2 separate regions of the Rattus norvegicus genome follow, and region 2 is linked to region 1. Evidence: chromatin contacts called from public Hi-C data. All regions are on one chromosome and are shown on one strand. The core of a region is the stretch at or near the end of the contact, and the rest is flanking DNA. Distances in the headings are between cores, read along the strand shown. Region 1 overlaps LOC108352769 (a long non-coding RNA gene). Region 2 overlaps Clnk (cytokine-dependent hematopoietic cell linker).

Region 1 (3,541 bases), core at 669-3,168:
GAGGTCTTTCCTGCTTTGAAATGTGACTAAAGCCTTCTGGAACCAGGAATGCCTGGAGATATTTTCCTCTTGAAATATTTGCCCAGGGTGTCACCAATGGAAGATATTTAGTAAATGTCTGCTGACTGGGTGCTTTCTGTGGAGGTAGTTAAATTCCCACATTCTTCACAGATATACTATTTATGCCTCCAGAGGGCTGAAACTCATCAGAATATCAGAAGATAATTTAGTACCAGCTAAAGACCACTTCCTTCAAAATGACTTTTTTCCCTGCCCTTTAAAAAATTGAATTGGTGTCTTTTTCCTCTTAGCTCCTTAGGGTTCCCCATCTATAATCTAGTCTCTCAGGAATAAATTTTGGTGTCATCAAAACAAGTCATGGTCACCCTAGAATTCTGTGTTCCTTGGTAAATCAATCCATTCTTCCTCAGTGTGAAAAACTATCTGATAGGGTTTTCAGTCTGGTCTTTTGCCCCTGCACATGGCTATGACCCGGTGCCCAGCTGGCCTCATTATCCCACTTGCTTTCCTTTGTATATTTTAACATAACTTTTATCTACCATGCTCCAAGTTAAAGTATGATACGAGTTTGATATGTCCATCACTTAGATAATCTCAGGGTGTAGGACAGGGCTATTACCTGCATATGCGGTTAGTCGGCTGCCTTCACTTTTGAGTAACCATCATAGGTGGAGCATCTTGGTGTCAGATGTCTCAAGTATAGAGCCTGCACCCTTGGGTACTCACTTACCCTTTGATCTGAAGGATGGCGATTGCTGTAGTATGAGATTCTCTGACTTCAGGACCCACCAGCCTACTAGGGAGAAGATCAAGGTCTATTGCCCTGGCTTTCATCTGTAGCCAATACTGTATGGGAGCTGGTGGGTGAAAACCCCAGATTCCCCATCCTTGGGAATGACATCATGTCTTATGTCTAGGAGTCCACAGTGTGACTTCAGACCTGCTGATGGATGTACCTGTGTGGTCTTCTCCCATTCTTGTCACTTTCTTACTCCCATGCCAGTTTGACAGGAAACCCGACAAGGTACCAGAAGCTGGGGGAGTCAATCAACAGAAAATAATTATTTCACAATCCAAGTTTTAATTCCTTCTCAAATTGCTGTTCTTGACAAATGAATGACATTTCCTGAATACTTTCTTGGGTCCTAATAAGTGTCCTTCTCTTTTTAATAGCTCCAGGCTACCTGGACCAGACAAATAACCCTATCATAATCACCCTCGAAAGACTCCATCTCTATCTAGATCCAGTGACATTCCAAGGAACTAGGATATGCATTTGGGGGAGGACACAGTCCAACTTCTGATAACCACATAACTGTTTTCTGCTTTTATCTCTCAGGTCAATTTCTTAACCTCAGCTCTTTGTCCCTGTGCTCCAGAGGGCCTGATGCAAGACGGCTTTGCTTTGGTTTACTCTCTTCACTTAAAATAGTACATTGTCCTTTTGGCACATCTTCCAAAGTTTATTATCCCTGCCATACATGTGAAGAAGCAGAGACCTGTGAGATATTTTTTTCTGCAGTGGCAAGAATGGAAGCCAGGCTCTTGGGCATGCTAAGGAAGAACTCTATCCTAGCCTGCAATTGTTAAAGAGAAGATATAGAACTGTTGCTCTAACAGGGCTGAAGATGCATTTTCTTGTTCTGTCTTCCTGGTTATGCTTTGTGTTCCCTAGAATCTCATATGAGTGCCTAAAAAACTCAGAAAGCCACACACAAGAGTCTCTGCCCTCCTCAAATGAAGTTGCACAGGTACCAATTTTACCAGCTGCTTCAGCTCCCTGGATCTCTGAGATGGGAAACAAGGGAAGGCTTGCAACGCCACACTCCTGCATGACAGCCCCACTCAAACACTGGCTAGAAGCAGACACCAAAGGCTGCATCAGCCTGACCCAAGGGACATGCGAGATGAATAAATTACTATCCTCAATGAGCCCCTTTGTAGAAAAGGCCACACAGACATTAGTGTAAAGAACAACTGTGTTTCCAGTGTGGAAAGACAGTTCTCCTTTGTGGGAGCTTGGAGCTGCTAATTAACAGTTAATGTTTTCTTTTCAGGCAAGGCTGCATGAAATATTAGAATTTCCCAGATCATTAATGTATTTGGATTTTATTCCTGTTCTTCTTGATAGACTTTATGTCTACTCCTCCTGATATTTCACGATAGCAACAATTAAATAACAAATGAGCACAATAAGGAAAATAAGAATATTAAGATCCATAAAAAGGCTTTTGAGATTTTAGAATCTGTGATTTACAAGCAACTTATTATTTTATACAGAAAACCAGACTATTCATGATTAAGATGGAGAAACTGCCTGAGGGTTTCTTAAAGGACTCAGTGTGTCACATGACTAAAGGGAAATGTTTTCCATTGTACAGCTGACAGTCCTCAAGTCAACTGTACCCTGAGCCTGGAGTGGTGGCTATTACAAAGCATGCATGGAAGCTGTGGAGGACAGACAGGGTCATGGAGGGAAGGTGGAGCAATCATTCATGATGTAACACAGAAAGCCGTACTCTTCTTGAGGTCACTGAAGGAGAATGACTGCCCTGTCACAGTGCCAACAGGTGGAAGAACAGTACAAGCTACAAATTCCAGCTATTTATGCAATTTTAAACACCCCAATAGCTGAACCTATAAATTAATAAGAAGGCAAAGATAATTTAACAGTGTGTTTCATGTTCTCAAAACATTCAAAATATATGACCTTCCTGTTTGGAATCAATTTAACAATGGGATATTTAAGATATATTTTTTACGTGGGATTTAAAATATAGTGTTTATTTTATACCTAATAGCATAGCTAGATTAAAACTAGCCACATTCAAGTGTTAAGGAGTAACCTGTGGCTGGCAGAGACTGGGCTGAATGCCACATCACTAATATGCTGTTTGGAATGGTGTCTCTCATATATGAGAGAGGAATCACTTCCTAAAAACGTCAAGCAGAATTCTGCAGGTCATGGAAGAATGCCAGGTCATCCTGCTTGGCAACAGGTATCTAAGAGCTTAGCCTCATGGGTAGGTGCTAGGGTGCTGGCTTGGGAGACATGAAAGGAGCCTGTAGGTTCGTATCCCACTCCTCCAAAGCCCCTGCACATCTATGAGTGCATCAAACCCTCCAAGTCTCACATGCTCTGTGGTGCCATCACCCAGCTTGTCATTCTTCATCTGTAATTCCATGGGCTTGGTGTAAAACATGAACTGAAGGGTAGATCTATTCACAGGGAGCTAAGGTAGACATCCTCTAGTTAGTCATGTCAGTGTCAAAGTGGAGTCCTTCCTCATTAGACCTATGGTGGACAATCCAAAAGGAGAGGTGAAACTAAGACTCATGTGCTGTGGACCAGTGGATTGAGAACACTGAAAAGGATAAGGATGGTGGCTTCCTTCTTTCCCCATCTGCCAAGACCAGAATCAGCAGCTTTCTCCTCAAAGCACTAACTTGAGGTGACACATACACATGGAAAATGTTTAGGGAATTTTGAAACCACAATCTTTATTCTAGGCTATTACTA
Region 2 (3,541 bases), core at 603-3,102, 390 kb before region 1:
CGAACTCTGGGTGTGTGAACACTCTCCTGTCTACCCTCTTCCCCACCAGAGAACCTGGCTTTTCATTAGGCCTCACAAGGCATCCAGATATGCCACTCGTGACATGTGCAATAGAAGGAGTTTCTGTGACTGTGGCCAGTGAGTTCATTACGAATGGAGCAAAATTATCCAAGGGACTGACTCCAGGCTGAGATTCCAAAGTGGGCCAGACAAAGGTATGAGCTTCCGTGCCAAAGGAAAAGTCTTCTGCAGGTCCTAGGGAGGACCTGCACACACTGCCTTCTGACCTTGGCTTCCCCAGGATTTTAAAGTGGAATGCTAGGCAGGAAAACCGAGGTCTGAGCCAAGGTAGTGTTCTTTCTCTCCCTGGACTCTGGGATAAGGCCTTTTGGCATACAGCAAGTAGAACACAAGATAAAAAAAAAAAAAAGAGCATCTGTCTGTCTGTCTGTCTGGGCACTGAGCTGGCTCCACTCTTTTTCAGCTGAAGTTAACATATTTACACTTACCTTCTCCATGTCTTTTTTCCCACAAATGCAATTTTTAATTTTAGATTTACGGACTGATCAATTAACAGATTTTTTTTTTTTTTTTGAGACAAGGTCTCTCTATGGCCCACCTGGTCTTGCTTTGAACTCCACACAATCCTCCTGTTTCAGCCTCCCAAGTGCAGGGATTACAGATATGTAACAACCTGGTCCCTACTTTTACTGATGACGTCCAGAACGCCATCGGTGTTACCGCCCAGGTGCTGTGAAGAGACGAGGACTACCCAGCATTGTTCTGATGACACAGAATGATACGGTGGCTGCCAGGCGGGAGGAGGACGGAGCATTTGAGAGTGCGGTGTTTTGGTTTTTACAAGAAGATAGGTCTTAGAGGTAGGTGGTTTAGAGGCTACAGCATGCTCATCGTTAAGGGAGCTGTGTGCACAGTCCAAGTGTTTGAGAGCTGATCTCCTGCTATGGGTTTTTTTTTTTTCTTTTCTTTTTTTTGGAGCTGGGGATCGAACCCAGGGCCTTGTGCTTGCTAGGCAAGTGCTCTACCTCTGAGCTAAATCCCCAACCCTGCTATGGGTTTTTATGTCATACCAAGTAATAGTAATGCACAGAGATGGGAGAGTGTTGTTTAGAGGCAGGAGAGCCAGGTTTCTGCCATAGGCTTTAGCCGATGGGATCTCTATCTCTCACTCAGCAGATGTAACTAAAACTTAACCCGCCTGGAGTGGCACAACAAACTCTCGCCAGAGTCAGATTTTCACCCCGAGTTCCTTGTTGTTCACAAGCCTAGAGCGGCGACACAGCTTGCAGAAGGCTGTGCATCTGGAAGCTTCCTCCTCATTGCCAAGGCTGTCTGAAAGTGGCTGATCTGCTTCTCTCTGGGTGGGGCTCCACGAGATAGTTGGGTATTCGTATGTCATGTTCTCGGGGGATTCTGCACCCTAGGGGCTCTCTGTGCGTCAATGTGAGCATGTGAATTAGCAGAGGAAGCCTGAGCAAAACAGGGAAGGGGGCTGTTCTTCCAGCTGAGCCTGCTGCTATGATCCAGAGAGCTGGAAAAACGGGTTGGGGGTGGGGAGGCTGGCACTGTTGCCTGAGACGGAAGAAGAAGGAGGTTAGATAACTGTGGGTTTGTCTGGATGGAGTGTGGACATCGTCCTGACACTAGCAGCTGCCGAGCTCTCTGGAAAGGCTCCCGCGTTAATGCTCTTTGCAGCCTGACAGCCCACGGTGACGAATGAAAGATGTTGCTAGCTGACTTCATGGGGATTTGATATGCTCTGCCTGGGCTCCAGCGAGGGCAGCATGTTAGCAAGCTGCCCCTTGCCAGGGAATCACAAGATATACTCTGGCTTCCTTTTGTCAACAGCATCAATAACATAGCCACGTGCAAATGGGCCGCAGCTGGAAAGAGCACAAGACCGGTAGCATCGGCTGCTCTCATTTTCCCCGCTACCCTCCACATCTGGGCCTGAGGGAAGCAGGTTTTCCTTCCTCTGAACTTCCTGTGTGTATGGCAGGTGTCATCACTGTAGCAGGTAACTTCACAAACTATAGGATGATCAAGATTTGCCCTCCCATGTCTGTGTTTTTTTTTTTTCTCCCTGATACGAAAGCTTATTACAAATCAATTTTAAATCTGGAATTATTTTTAATTTTTAATTCTTTTAAATAATTGAATGCATTTAATGAGCTTTAATTTTTAAAGAATACTAAAACAAACACTCCCCTCCTCCACCTCTCCTTCTGCTTGGCACACTGGATGTGAGGATGCAGACAGCGTGTTCCTGTGTCCTTCGGATCCACGGGAACACGGTGTGTTATCTGGTCCCATAGAGATGGGACGGAGCCACGTCTCCAGGGCTGCAGTCCTGGAATAGAGACTAATAACTCATTGCCCCCTGGAATTTGCTAGCAAACCCTGAGGGAAGTGATTCACGTGATCTTACATCATCATCCTTTTTCATCACCCAAGCTCCCAAGAGCTACTGGTTTTACGTCGACATCTTATTTAACCGCTATTCACAAAATTGGAAGGTTACTCCGGAATAAGATTCTGTAGCTTTTTGAAAGACAGCTGATGCGGTTAGAAGTTACTAAACTCATTTTAAATATAAAGAGAAGTGAAAGAGGGCGCACATTTCCGAGGTCAGTCCTTTCCCCTGTTAATTTGAATGTCTGCTTTGGGAATTGAGCATGTTGCAAAAATGAACTCACACAGACTGTCCTGAGGACCAGTGTCTTTGTCTCCACCCTCGGACTCTTACAGAACACTTGTGTCAAGTGGCGTATTAGAGATGTTAGCAACTCCTTTCCTTTCATTTGTGGAAATCCATGATTAGTTCTCCCAGGAGCCAAAGATGCTATGCTCCACACCCAGTCTGATGAACCCCATTCAGAAAAGGAAGTTCCCACTGGGGAACTATAGGCCTAAGGTTTGGACACACACAGAATATTCTAAGGGTAGAGAACCTGGAGGGCTCAGGCTGGTGTAACTAGAGGTACAGCAGAGAGTCTGGCATGGGAAAGATGTGAAAAGCTGTGTCTCAGTAAGGTAATCCAGGAACACACAGGGTGGTTGGAAAGGGGCCAACTAGGGTTTCCAGTGGTCTTGTGGGAGGGAGAGCATAACGGATAGATGCAAGTACCTTTCTTATTTCCCAAGTGACTACAAAAATCTCCTGTATTGCCTGGATGTATACATCATACTTGTTTGACTGAATTCTACCATACAACTAGAACAGAGCCCATGTTGAATTCTCAGACTAACTACAGTGGTCCCTGAAAGGAGATGGGCACCTCATCTGGGGCCCAGAGCTTGGCCCATAAGCTCAGGCATATTGGTGACTGAGCAGGAGTGAGTAGATGGGTAAGAGAATGAGTGCCCTGTGCGCATGCTCAAGGAGGCATGGATCCGAGGCATCCCATGAGGATGTAGGCTAAGAAATGCTTTGCAGGCCGTGTCCTATCACTGCAATGCTAACAAGAGTATCCAAACATAGTAGTAGTCTCCTTTACACATCTCCACAAATTCCCTGGAT

Evidence for each region. Hi-C and Micro-C count contacts between places; a contact is called where the count stands out from the background.
Region 2: a Hi-C map of Schwann cells shows a contact between it and region 1, with 5 times the contacts expected there. The contact joins two enhancer-like sites. A contact is called at or near these places in 3 of 12 Hi-C or Micro-C datasets (Schwann cells, frontal cortex and kidney) and 1 of 1 datasets of contacts at active chromatin or transcription factors (oligodendrocytes).

Annotation. Positions count from the first base shown.
Region 1 is chr14:75,826,033-75,829,573 of GRCr8, reverse strand. It overlaps LOC108352769 (a long non-coding RNA gene), which reads right to left. Exons shown (of 4, transcript XR_001841161.3): 3 at 3,156-3,316; 4 at 1-1,055. Among named protein-coding and RNA genes, the nearest start is that of Clnk, 310 kb to the left of the region's middle. Within about 2 kb of position 1,918, at least 41 of the 93 cell types and tissues checked have an H3K27ac peak or open chromatin away from gene starts, as enhancers often do.
Region 2 is chr14:76,216,357-76,219,897 of GRCr8, reverse strand. The region is part of intron 3 of Clnk (cytokine-dependent hematopoietic cell linker); the gene reads right to left. Among named protein-coding and RNA genes, the nearest start is that of Clnk, 82 kb to the right of the region's middle. Within about 2 kb of position 1,852, at least 24 of the 93 cell types and tissues checked have an H3K27ac peak or open chromatin away from gene starts, as enhancers often do.